2 separate regions of the Bos taurus genome follow, and region 2 is linked to region 1. Evidence: chromatin contacts called from public Hi-C data. All regions are on one chromosome and are shown on one strand. Each heading gives the region's core, a stretch centred on a gene start, on an enhancer-like site or on the middle of the called end of the contact. The rest is flanking DNA. Distances are from core to core; before and after follow the strand shown. Region 1 holds the start of DDX3X (DEAD-box helicase 3 X-linked). Region 2 has its middle 37 kb from the start of TRNAG-CCC.

The links. Hi-C and Micro-C count contacts between places; a contact is called where the count stands out from the background.
Region 2: a contact with region 1 is called in a Hi-C map of an unstated tissue, with 9 times the contacts expected there. The contact joins the enhancer-like site here to the promoter of DDX3X in region 1. A contact is called at or near these places in 2 of 11 Hi-C or Micro-C datasets (skin fibroblasts and an unstated tissue).

The regions. Positions count from the first base shown.
Region 1 is chrX:102,230,682-102,237,168 of ARS-UCD2.0, forward strand. DDX3X (DEAD-box helicase 3 X-linked) reads right to left here and starts at 1,634. Exons shown (of 17, transcript NM_001192962.1): 1 at 1,497-1,634. The coding sequence starts at 1,541.
Region 2 is chrX:102,286,429-102,292,809 of ARS-UCD2.0, forward strand. No RefSeq gene overlaps it. Among named protein-coding and RNA genes, the nearest start is that of TRNAG-CCC, 37 kb to the left of the region's middle. Within about 2 kb of position 4,218, at least 70 of the 102 cell types and tissues checked have an H3K27ac peak or open chromatin away from gene starts, as enhancers often do.

The DNA.
Region 1 (6,487 bases), core at 384-2,883:
CTGCTCCATTTAACACGGAACATGTCAGCATTTGGAAGATTTATTCTGATTCGTTAATGGAAAAAATGCTCTCCCCCAGATAGCCGAGTCCCTAAAAAATACCACACACGACTGAAAATCTATTAACAATTCATTTGTGTCACTCAAGTTCGTTTCAGAATTCTGGAGCTCGCGGTACGCAGAAGTTTACTTAAAAAGCAACAAAACATCAATTGAAGAGCTTTTCTGAAGCGTGGTGCCACTGTTGCTGAGGGATGCAGACTTCTGCCATCTCCACCCAGAACCCCTCCTCTGCGATCACGCGCCCTCCCGTCCTCTACCTCTAAACCCTTACAAGAGGGGTTCCAATTAGACGACAAATCCGGGGCCTCTGACCGATTTCAAAATTTTCACAAGCAGCAACAAGTCACCAACAAAATTCCTTATTTCTTCCCAAGCTACATTCCAGGCGTTTTTTCCCAGGCCGAGCCCCGCACCAAACGTCCCCAACCTGAGGACACTGGTACACTCCGTGGTTATCTCCCAAAACGACGCGTGGCTCGGAGCAAAATGTCCATACTGACTATTGCGAACACGTGAGGCGGAGCCGGCCGTGCCGGGTCGCTAACCTCCTCGCCGCGTTCCACCTCGATCTCCAGAGCCCGGCGCCACCGCGCAGCGGCCCATTCCTCCCTCCTCTCCATCCTCCGCCCGCGCCCCCCCCACTCCTCCTCGAATCTTCTGCGTCACAAAACTTTCCACTCCGGAAACGCGGCCTCGCGGGCCACGGAGCCGAGGCTGCGGAAACCGGGCTGGAGCGAAAAAAAAGCCCCGGGGAAGGAAGCCCTGGAAGAACAAGATGCCCATCCATCCCCGTTTCCGGGCCCTCGGCGGCCCGTCTTTCCCCGCTCGGGGGGCGCAGCGCCGCCCAGCCACCCGACACCACACAAAGGAGGCCGCCGCCATTACCCCGAGCGAAGGCCACCCCCCGCACCGCCCCCTCCCACATTCCAGGGCCGCGTTCCACCTCCCGCTCACACGCGCGTGCACACAACACAGACACGCCAACGCCGCCTGGGTCTCCGACAAGAATCCGAGCCGCGCACGCCCTAACTCTCAGGGCCATAAAGGTCCCCTTTCGCGAACCTCCGCGCCGCGCCCCTCCCCCGCCCGCAACACCCATGGGTCACAAGTCAAGTCGAGGTTCGCGCGTGCGCGCCTCCGCGAGAACGCGCGCCCCCTCCCCCTCCGCCCGCCTGCGCACGCACACACAAAAGCCGCCATTGTGCTCTGCCCGGGGACAATACCGCCGGCCAAGCTGGGGCCCCTGCGACAGCCACAATCAGCATTCCCGTCACCTTCCCGTTCCCCCACAGCCCCGGGGCACTGACACTCGTTAGCCTAAGGGACCCAGAAAATTGGAACTTAGGGTACCAGGTAGCACTGCGCCACAAACCAGGTTAGATCGGGGGAGAGATTCCTGCAGCAACAATCCCGGTAGGCTCCTTGCGGCTCACCTGCTGGTCCAGCCCGAGCGCATTTTCCACCGCCACATGACTCATCCCTGAAGAGTACCGAGAACTCGGAGTCTTCCGCTGCTGAGCTAATGTGTTGGGTTCACCGCGAAGGCCCTCTCACGGGAGAACTGCGGCTCTGAAATGCACGGCGCGGCCACGGATCTAATATACCCGCTCGAGTGACTGCTACGTCAGCACGTACGACGTGTGCCCGCCCTCTCACACCCGCACTCCTCCCGCCGCTACGACTTTTGCCTAGCTACTGCGCGCTCGTTTAGTCCTAACCTCGCGGGATTTCCTAGTCGGTCGCGTCTGCGGCTCGTCGTCCTACCTTGGAACTCAGCGCTAAATGCTGTCCTAGATCGCTTGAGTGCAACTTCCCCTGTCCTCCGCTATTACCTTTTCTCAAGCCTGGGAGGTCTCGAGATCTCGCGAGACCTCATCCCCTCCCATTTTCCGCCAGCTAGGAGACCTTAAAATATAACCTAGACCTTTTTCCCCTTTTTTTCCCAACGTCCTCAGTTTTCACTGTTCCTTTCTTTCTAGGGAGCACTCTTTCCTTCTCTCTCAGTCCCCTAGACTTTGAAAGGTTGTGCGATTTCTCCAAACTAATCAGCCCACGTAGTTTCCCGGGCAGAAGCCCCGAGATCCAAGTTTGGCAATGAGGGGCCCGAAGCCCAGGGGGACAGGGGGTCACGTGGCCGCAGGTGCCAAATGCGGAGGCCATTTTGTGGAGCAGGAAACCGTGGTTTTAAAATAGAGTGCTCGGAATCGGGGGGAGAAGAGGGGAAAGAGGGAGGGAGGAGACGGGAAGAGGAGCAGGGGAGAGGAGAAGGGGGGAGGGGGAAAGAGGAAGGAGGAGGGAAGAGGGCGTGATGGTGACGGGGCGTTGGGGGGAGGGAGAAGTGGAGGGGCGCTGGCGGCGCGCACGGGTGGTGGGACACTAGTTGCCTAGGCAGCGGGTGCGCCGCCTAGGAATGCCATAGCCCCTTGGTTCCCACACACACCTCCGACTCCCCCACCAAGAGAGCGCGCTCTGGCGCGCGCGTCCCCGCCCCCCGCAGTTAAGAAACAATGAGACAATCGCTGTGAACACGAGCGGGTGGTAGCGCACCCTCTTGGGACCCCCGCCCTCCGCCGGCACCACGGCTCCATTAGGCCGTAGGTTTCCTACTGCGGGGCGTCCAATGGCTCAGGGCCGATGGCCACCACCGGTGCGGTGCTGCTTCCCTCAAAGCCAGAGGACTCTGGGGATGGAGAGCCGTTCTCCTAGGGAGTCGGAGGCGTTTGTGGTTGGGCGCAATCTGGGCCTCCCGAAGAAAGTCTACCGCATCATCGGTCTGGGTTCAGGGTGACCCCGGGCCACTGCGGTGGATGGGGAATGGCCGGAATGGGTCGGAGGCACCCCTTATGCTCCCCACTCCTAAGCAGGCGACCTCCGGTCCCAACCTCAGTGCCACAGAACCTTAAATAGAAGAAAATGTGTTGACTAGTGAATCCCTGGCTTTAAGCGAGCGGCGGCACATACATGGTTCTTAGAAACGTTTTTCTCTTTTCTGACCCTCAGCCTGACAGAATTAAATAATATACAGGGTTTCCAACCATCCCCCAAAGGATCTGCTGCCAGAATTCAAACAGCTCGTTCACATCACGTACTTTTGCTTTTCTCTTCCAATTTTTAAAATTTAAACAAATTCTAACGAGATAGGGAGATAAAATAACACTTCTGTCCTGGGCAAGTTGCTTAACTGCTTTAGGTTTCGATTTCCTCTATAAAAGGAGTTGGACTTTTATGACATGACCCCGTGAAAGACCAAATTCCTTTTTATAACAACTGTTTGGTAATGTCCCCTTTAACCAAATAGTACACCACAGATAATATAACCTAACTTAACAACACACAATTTCAAAAAACACGACCTAACTGGAGAATAAAAGCAAAATAATTATAATAATGCAATATATTTTAATATATGAATGCTCCCACACAGGGGCACTAAATGATGATAGATACCTGCCTAGCGCAGTCACAAATGCAAACTGAAAAAAGTGTTTTCACAATTCAAGTACCATAAAGAATGTTACATTGGTGACCTTATTTTCCAAAATGGCAAACTCTTGATAATGTTTGAAACAAAAACACGATAGTCTTCCCTCAAGTGAGTTTTATTCCTAGAATTCAGTGTATATCGAAACTGGGTAAAAATATTTTTGTTTATAGGTAAAATATAGTGTTAGTTCTAAGCTTATATCATGATGAACTGTTTTTTCCGTTGGGTCAATTTTTCGCTGTATGGGACAGTTCAGATTTGAACTGTCAGATATGGAACTATTCAGATATTGCTAGAATATCCAGGAAACCTGGTCTCTGCTCACTACCTTTAGTAGCCCTTGCCAATCATTGCAACAGCCAAAAAATATATAGATATATATTTTCACAATGCCCCCTTGAGAACTATTAAGCTTAATAATGATCATTACGGTCCCTTTCAGCCCTATGAGCACGGGTGAGGTGAGTTTTCACTTGGTTTTGCTTCCTTTTCGTATGGACCAGAGTAAACATTTGAAAGCCCAGAGTTCCGACAGTTCAAACTGCATATAGCAACGATGGGATGTTCTGAGTACCCAGGTTCTGGGCTTTATTTTGCTTTTAAGTAGAGCCAATTAAAGGATACTGCCATGGGAGTATCTAAAAGAATTAAAATATATAGCCGTTTCCCGCTTTCAATTAACCCCTGCTCACGGGCATTCTCAGTTCAAACCACTGGCATGTTTTGTTAATCAATTTGTTATCATTGGAATATCAATTTGGAAAGGAAGCAAAATAAACATAAGGCTTTGTTTTCAAACGCATTCATTCTGAAAAAGGATGGGTGCACTTGAGGTAGCTAAATGAGCCAACTTTCACAACACCCCGAATGACTTTACCTCTAAGCAGATATTTGCATATCTTTTCCATTAGGCCCTTTTTGTAGGTTTTATTTTTGTTTGGCCACACTGTGTGGCTCACTGGATCTTAATTCCCCAACCAGGGATGGAACTTGTACCCTCTGCAGTGAAAGTGAGGAGTCTTAACCACTGGACCTGGACGGCCAAGGAAGTCCCATCACAAGGCCCTTCTTTGTGAATTTTATTTGAAGGGACCTGGGTCGGGAAGATTCCCTGGAGAAGGAAATGGCAACCCACTCCAGTATTCTTGCCTGGAGAACCCCATGGACGGAGGAGCCTGCTGGGCTACAGTCCATGGGGTCGCAGAGTCGGACACGACTGAGCGACTTCACTTCACTTCAAAAATAGTTAGGAAAAGCTGAAACCAAAGAAACTTTTTTCACATGTTCCTTTTCTTACATTCCCAGGCATTGTTAAGCTGAGCACCCATACTGAAACAAATATACTATTTGCACCACTCCGACTCTTGTCCCCTCCTCACCCCTCCATCGGGAGCAGATCTCCTGCCCTTCTACTGCTTACAAGCTGTGTGACTCGGGGTAACTTACTTGACATCTTAGAGCCTCAGGTTCGTTGTCTATAAAGTTAGAATAAAAATAGTTTAGTTTCTGCCTCAAAACGTGGTTGGGATTCAAGGGCTCACGCATAAAAGGAGTGAGGATATTTCTGTATCTATCTCTCCGTTGTCTCAACTACCCCAGAAGAGTAGGTTGCTGGGCTCCAAGAGCACTCGCTGTTCAAGTCTCCACTGTAACACTCACTGTGTTGTACTGCAGTTGGGTGTGAGCCCACGGAGGGAAGGGAACTTGTCCCACCCCAGGACTGCACAAGGTGCGGTACACACAGAGGCCCAATAGATGTTAAAGATGAATGAACAGTGCAGATATCCGGCCTCAGCAACATATGGGACATGTTACATCCATTATTTTGCTTCCACACATGGCTTTAGGAAAATTTCATCACCACTCTGAGACTAAGATAGACTGAAATCACATTATCGTGATGCAAATAAAATAAAATGTCCAAGTAGCCTAAAACCTCACAGAAAGATAATTACAGTAGTCTGCAACTCGAAGAAAAGCAGTAATAAGAGGAATTCCAGGAGACAGAAACCTCAGAGCCTTTAATCAACCTCATGATTGCCAGTCATTTTTCTGCAAGGTCCAGGAGGCCTTTTGGGTCCAGTTGACCCACACTTCACTTTAGTGTGGATAGTGAATAAAATTCACGGAGGGCAGAACTCCCCTGTAATCAGAACGATAATTATAGGTGTAGAGTTAAAGCTGTTGCCTAGTGAGTCTCCTTTTATGTTTTAAAGTGTAATTGCCTTTTTGAGTGTTTGTTTGTTTGTTTGTGGCCTCAGATACAACTGGTTAAGCTTCTAATGCCAGATGATTTACAGTAATTAAGAAGATGTTACTATGAAGGCAGATAAAAGTTCTAAAGGGAAAAGTGGAATCCTAGGCTCTAGGATATTGTTGTACACTTTTATTCTCCAAGGATGAGAGCTGGTACATACAAAACCAGCTTTGTTTTAGGCAATTATTATACTCCCCAACGGGCTTCCCTCAGTGGTAAAGAACTCGCCTTTAAATGCAGGAGACGGAGACATGGGTTTGATCCCTGGGTCGGGAAGATCCCCTGGCGAGGGAAATGGCAACTCTCTTCAGTATTCTTACCTGGGAAATCGAGTGGACAGAGGATCCTGGCAGTCTACAGTCCACAGGGTCGCAGAGAGTCAGACACGACTTAGCGACTAAACAACAGTGTACTACCAAATAGCAGATCTGGCCTGGAATCTGCTTTCCTTTCACAGAGATGGCAAGATTAAAAACAAAATTATATTGGAGGGCATCTTCTCTACAACTAACATTGCTAAAAATATTTTCAAACAGAAGAATCCAGTGTCCTTCTGCCTTCATTCATGCGAAGTGATTGGGCAGTAATAGGACTAAATAACAAAGAAACCTTGGGTAGAGCTGCCTTGCTTTGAGAGAAAAGACAAGAGGTCTTGGAAATACAGCAACAGGATCACAGACCTT
Region 2 (6,381 bases), core at 2,968-5,467, 58 kb after region 1:
GTGCATCAGTGGGACTTAGCCCAGATTGCCAGTCTGCTAAATCCAGAGTTGGTACTTTAAGGTAGGGGTCCCCAACCTCTGGGATCTCATGCCAGATGATCTGAGGTGGAGCTGATGTAATAATAATAGAAATAAAGTGCACAATAAATGTAATGCACTTGAATCATCCTGAAACCACCTCTCCACCCCCTGGTCCATGAAAAAATTATTTTACATGAAACCCATCCCTCATACCATAAAGGCTAAGGACCACTGCCTTAAGGCACCAAGCTTTGTGGTTGGTTGGTTGGTTTGTAGCAAAAGCTCACTGACTCAGTATGACAAAGGACTTTTTTGATGAGGAGCCTAACCCTCTCGGATGCTGGCTTCCTTAAAGTTGGAGAGTTTGAGGGACACTGTTTGGTAAAGTAACCAAGCAGGACCCTATGGGGGCCTTCCCAGGACAGACACCTCCCCTGACCCATGTCCTCCACCTGCCTCTTGTCTGTAGGAAAACTTTAGCCTTCTAGCCCTTCCCTGGGTTCCAAAGAATGTAATCAGAGTTGTGAGAAAATGCAGAAAGACAACAGTCAAGCAGGACAAAATACTGATAGTTTAGCCCTTAAACAAAGTCAGGGACCTTTAGTTCCTCCTCAAAGGCTAGAGATAATATTCTGAGCCAAACCGTTTGAGCTGTTTTGCAGAGACCGAAACCCCCACCAGATGGAAGAAGTTAACTGTCTGCTGGCCACAAGCACATAGGCCCCAGACCAGGAGGAACCAGGTGGTTGATGATGTTGACTTTTGATTATCTCATCACCAATCCATCAGAAGAATGTCCACCAGCTGATCACATACCCAGCAACCCTCTCTCTCATCTTTAAAAACCTTCCTCTGAAAGCCGTCAGAGAGTTGGGTCTTTTGACCCTTAAGTACTGCCTAGGCTCCTCGCTGGAAGCCCTGAGACAGATGGTGCACTTTCTTTCCCTACAACCGGGTGTCAGTAGATGGGCTTTACTGTGCCAGAGAGTGGATCCAAGTTTGGTTCGGTAACCCTAAGGGTTAGGGGAAAACTTTTGGACATGGCCGTTCCCTTCAATAACGCTGAAGAAGTCTTCCCTGGTGGCTCAGTGGTAAAGAATCCTCCTGCCTAATGCAGGAAGCACTGGTTTGATCCCTGATCCAGGAAGATCCCACATGCTGCGGAGCAACAAAACCCATGCGCCGCAACTACTGAGCCTGTGCTGTAGAGCGCGGGAGCTGCAACTATTGAGCCCCAATATGCTAAAGCCCGTGCTCCACAGCAGAAGAAGCCACTGCAATGAGAAGCCCGCGTGGCAACAAAGACCCAGCACAGTCAAAAATAAAGAAAGAAAATTATATAAAATAATGCTGAAGAAACCTAGGCTTTCTTGGAGGTCATGTTTCCAGCCGTAATTGTTCTTGGACCTCAGACCCCAGTATGAAGGAGATATGGATGAATCAGCACCAGGCTGAGGATTTCAGTGTACTGATGGTGGGGCATAGGGAAAGGAAGGGGTGGAGAGCCACTGGCTCCCCCATGGGCCTCCAGAATCTTTTGCAGCCAGCCCTGCAAAAACAACTCCCTGCCCGCCCCCCTTCGCCCCTCCGCCCCAGGAAGGCTGGCAGGCCCACCCAGCTTCACCTGGTGGGAGGTTCACACAGGAGATTGTTATTCAGAGCTGGGTTTCACATCTTCTGGCATTCCATGCTAGCCTAGTTTTTAATAAAAACAACCCTATTTTGGTGCCTTAAACCTATTTTTCACCATCTGGCATACCCTTGTGCCTCTTATGTTTCTTCTTCTAGTACAGCCTGACAGGAAAAAACCAACAGTGGGACTAGAAGCTCTCCACCAAAGAGGATACATTGTTGTACATTCGAATGGATAAGGCACCTTTCTGTAAGTTGTAGCGGCTTAGTTCTGAGCAACAGACTTTCAAAAAAAAAAAAAAAATCCTCTTTCTACAGATGTCAATAGGACAAGATGAAAGAAGTTTACCTCATGAAACATTAAGGTAAAACATGAATGTTTTGTTTTGTTTTGCATAACAGATGATGACAATCCTAAAATACCCAAAAGACTAAGGAGGAAGAAAACTTACCCCTTCTGTCTGAGGGAATGGTGACAGAATGGCCCCAAGCTGTCCTCTGCAGTTTCTTTGGGGGATGACACTAAAGGAATGGAAGGCTCTGGGGGAACCAACAGCTAAAAGTAGCTTAATGAGTGAAAGTCATTCTCACTTGATCAAGCTTTTAGTAAGTCTGTGATTTTGTGATTCCCTGAATTTTCTAGAGTCAAAGTCAGCTGTTGGACTTAATGTTCACCAGCACCTTTTTACTGATAAGAGAGCTACTTCAAAGCACACAAATGTGTCTAGAAAACAGCTCATGTGCCTCTCTTTACTTAATGAGCCTATAGTTCCTGATTCTCAAGTATGTGATGAATGGTGTTGTGTGGGTGTTCATTTGAGGCAGCTCCAGGTTTTGTGAGTTATTGAAGATTATATAACTTGGTGGGGGGGATTAAAAAAGAACAGAAAATTAGGAATACAGAATTAGTTAGGAAAGGAATGTTCTTTAGAATCAGAAAGAATACACAATACATAACATTTTAAAAGCTGAGAAATACTTCAAATCTCACATAATTCAGAAAACTGACATAAAGTTTTGTTAACTGCCTGACAAACTCCTATAACACATTTTTCCCCCCTACAATTTTTGGCTGCAGATGCTTTGCCTGCCTTTTCATATGACAACAATCTTGTAATATCATTTTCTAGCAAGAGGATAGAAAAATAATTCATGCTGATTTTCTTTTAGTTTGGTAGATGGAAATTTGTTTTTCATTGATAGTTTAGAAGTTTCAGCTTTGCAATTTGTTATTAATGCTGTGTACATTTTTAGGACCACTGTCAAATTTCGGGAAACCTCTGTCAAGTTTCTTTCCTATAAAAGCTGTACATTTTCTGGGCAAATCAGGGTCTCATATTCAGAGACCCATCTTGCTCTGAAATGACAATACTCAGTCAACTTGATGTCAGTGTCTTGTAAAGATCTATTATGAGATTTGTGTTATTTTTGTCAGTGTCAGTATTTTGATCAAGTCGGCAAGAAACTTAATTTTCCTCCAGTGTGTTCATATACATCACTTCTTCTCATTAAGTATATTATTAATCTCCAAACCCATATATTGCCTCTATTCAAATTTTCTCTTTCTCTTTTGGTATGATCTGAAAAAAAATTTGTTACAATTTACTTCTCCATGCCAGAATTGTTTCTGTTGGTTACATATGGACATATTTGAAAATATTTTATAGAGGGAGTTTGCAATTGTATTCACTGCATTATTGATGATAACTCGAAACAGGAAAAACTTCCGTTTTGAGCTGCTCATAAATTTAGGCATTTGATGATTGGAAGAATTTTCCAAATACCAGCTTCCGGCTCTGTACATTTCAAACCCTGTTTCTCCTCCTCCTCCTCCCACATCCCAGCTGCTCTAGTGCTCAGTGTCATGATGGCAGGTGGGCAGTGGGATTATTCCTGGAAGTCATTCCTACCCCAGGATGGCCAGTAATAACTATCTATGTAAACAGTTCCCATTAAGGCCACAGTAAAATGTACCCCCAACTCAACTTGCTCTCAGGCAGCTTCTAATGCTTCAGGACCCGAGGGGAAGTGTGACAGAGTCAGGGTGAGGAGAGAGCCATCTTTACCTATTACGATTCAATACAGATCTTAACTAATTTGCAGTTCATTCCTGCAAATGGTACCAACACATAGGACCAGGTGGATCCATTTCTGGCCGCGCCCCCAACCCCCACCCCTACCCCCTCCAAGAGTCCTCTGCTAATGAGGGGCTCTGCCGCTTAAGCTCTGTGTAGGTACCAGCCTGTGAGGGGTTTTTGTTGTTGCTTTGAATTGACAAAAGCGGCAGCAGAATACCAAAGGGCCGACTCCGGAAGCCTTGGATTTGTGTCTCTCTGTGACCTTGAACGGGTTGTTCCCCTCTCCGTCCGCCTCGGTTCCCCCATTTCCCAGCCTACCACGCGCGAAGGGCCTCCTTGCGCCCACCCGGTCCCGGTCCCCTGCCGTGTCAGCACGCGGCCGCTAGAGGGCACCATAGGCCCGTCTCAGAGCTGGGGAGGCCAGGCGACTGGGCCCGGTTGCCAAGGCGACGGCGGCGGCCGTCTAGCCCCTGCTGGCTCAGCTCCGCCTTCTTAGATGCTTTACGCAACCAATCACGAATCGTGCTCCATGGGAAACGTCGGCTCCCACGGAAAGCTGGTAAAGTGGGCAGGGCCTCGCGCAGACTCCGTTTGGCTTTGAATGGCCGCTCGCGATACGACAGGAGCTTTAGAGAATAGGCGGGTTCCGTGACGGGCAAAGTGCTGTGATCCCTGCCGTGGCCCTCCCTGCCACCAGGGGGCTTTGTCACCCCTCAGGCTCATTTCACTCACAGGACACTCCTTGATTTGAGGTGTCTGGGACGGGGAGGGGCTGATCTGTAAGAGATCTGTGACGGACTGGACCACCAATGAGAGAGCAAGGCTCCCGGCCTCCTAGGCGGCTGCTCTTCCGGCTCCGGTCCTGGAGGGCCTGTGTTGGTGGCACTGCCCTGGGCTAGGTGGTAGGGTCTGATGGCGTCCGCAGAGCCATTTGGAGGTCAGGTCATGCACCCGCAGAGGAGCCCATCCTGCCGTGTGGCCCTTTTGCAGGGTGATGGGCATTGCTCAACGAAAGGTCGCAAGAGATTTTGTCTTTCATCCCTGGGCCTGAGGCATGCGAGGGGGCTCTGAGCCCCCCTCCCATGTCTGGGTAGAAAGGGTCGGGGTGAGGAGGCAGAAGCAAAGGATGTAGGTGAGAAAATCGATCTGCCTAACACAACAGTTGTCTGTCCCCACGAGTGAACCCTGGGATAGCCCTGGTCCATGGTGATGTGGAATTCCTTTGTGGCTTAGTGCAGGGCTCAATTTAAATCGATACTTATTTATCGATTTAATAGAGGGGAGGGGGAGGATAGATGGCAGAAAGGGTCAGCCAAACAAAGAGGGTACAGGAGGTTGTGCAAGGAACCAGTGCATACCCAGCAGTGGGAGTAGGGGTGTGTGTAAGAGCTCCTTGTAACCACAAGGGGGTGGAGTGGAGGCGAAGCCTATGTAGTGTGTGTGTGTGTTAAAATACACATAACATAAAAGTCACCATTTTAACAATTTGGGTGGTGTTTTTTTTTTTTTTTGCCCACTCTCTATGGCTGCAGGATCTTAGTTCCCCAACTAGGGATTGAACCCTGGCCCTCAGCAGTGAATGTGCAGTCTTAACCACTGGACTGCCAGGGAATTCCCAACAATTTTTAAAGTATACAATTCAGTAGCATTTAATACATTCACAGTGTTGTGCAACTATCAACATTGTCTAGTTCCAAACATTTTCATCACCCCAAAAGGAAACCCTCACCCGTTAGCAGTCACTCCCTATCCCTTCCCAGCCCCTGGCAACTACTAATCTAATCTGTGAATTTGCCAGTGCTGGGCATTTCGTGTAGATGGAATCATACAATGTACGGTCTTAGCGTCTGGCTTCTTTGACTCAGCATGATATTTCCAAAGTTCATCTACGTTATAGCAGGTATTTAGTACTTAATTCCTTTTTATGGCCAAATAATATCCTGTTGTGCAGATAGACCACATTTTGTGAATCCATTTAGCTGTTGATGAGCACTTGCAGTTTTTGCCTTTTGGTGACTGGGAACGGAAGCACATGTACAATTACATCTGCGTCTTCCTGTCCTCTGTGGGCCTCTCTGGGTGCAGCTCTCTCTGAATGTTGGGCCGTGAGCAGGTCTTCTGGCATCTACCCCCCCTCCTCCCTGACCCCAGCCCAGGGAAACTGTGTGTGGTCTGGGGGAGCTTGGACTCGTCAGTCACCACCTCAAACAGAGAGGGTTCACTGGAGTTATTTTGTTTCCTCTCAGGGGCTAGGCCTTTACAACTCAGACACCAGAATCTGCTTCTTTTTCTGTTCTCTGCTAATATCAATACATCCATAAAGCAGAGAATAAGACTGGTCTGGTTGCTGCCACAATGAAAGGGTGGAAGAGCTAGGGACAAAGGAAAAATACTAAAAGGTGGGAGGACATGGGGTAACAAAGGAGTCAGTTCGAAAATACAACCCCGCATACTTTCATTTTTACTTACTCTCTTGATAACATGTACACGTGATTGGAGGGTGGGACATGGGGGTCACAGCCCAGGAAAATGCAGATGGGAAGTCAGGAGGGGCTCTCTTCTGCTGCAGCAGGGTCAGTGTGCCCAGACCCTGATATGAAGCAGGAAGAGGGGAGGCTGCATGTGTATGTGGAGCAGGGGGGCAACCCCA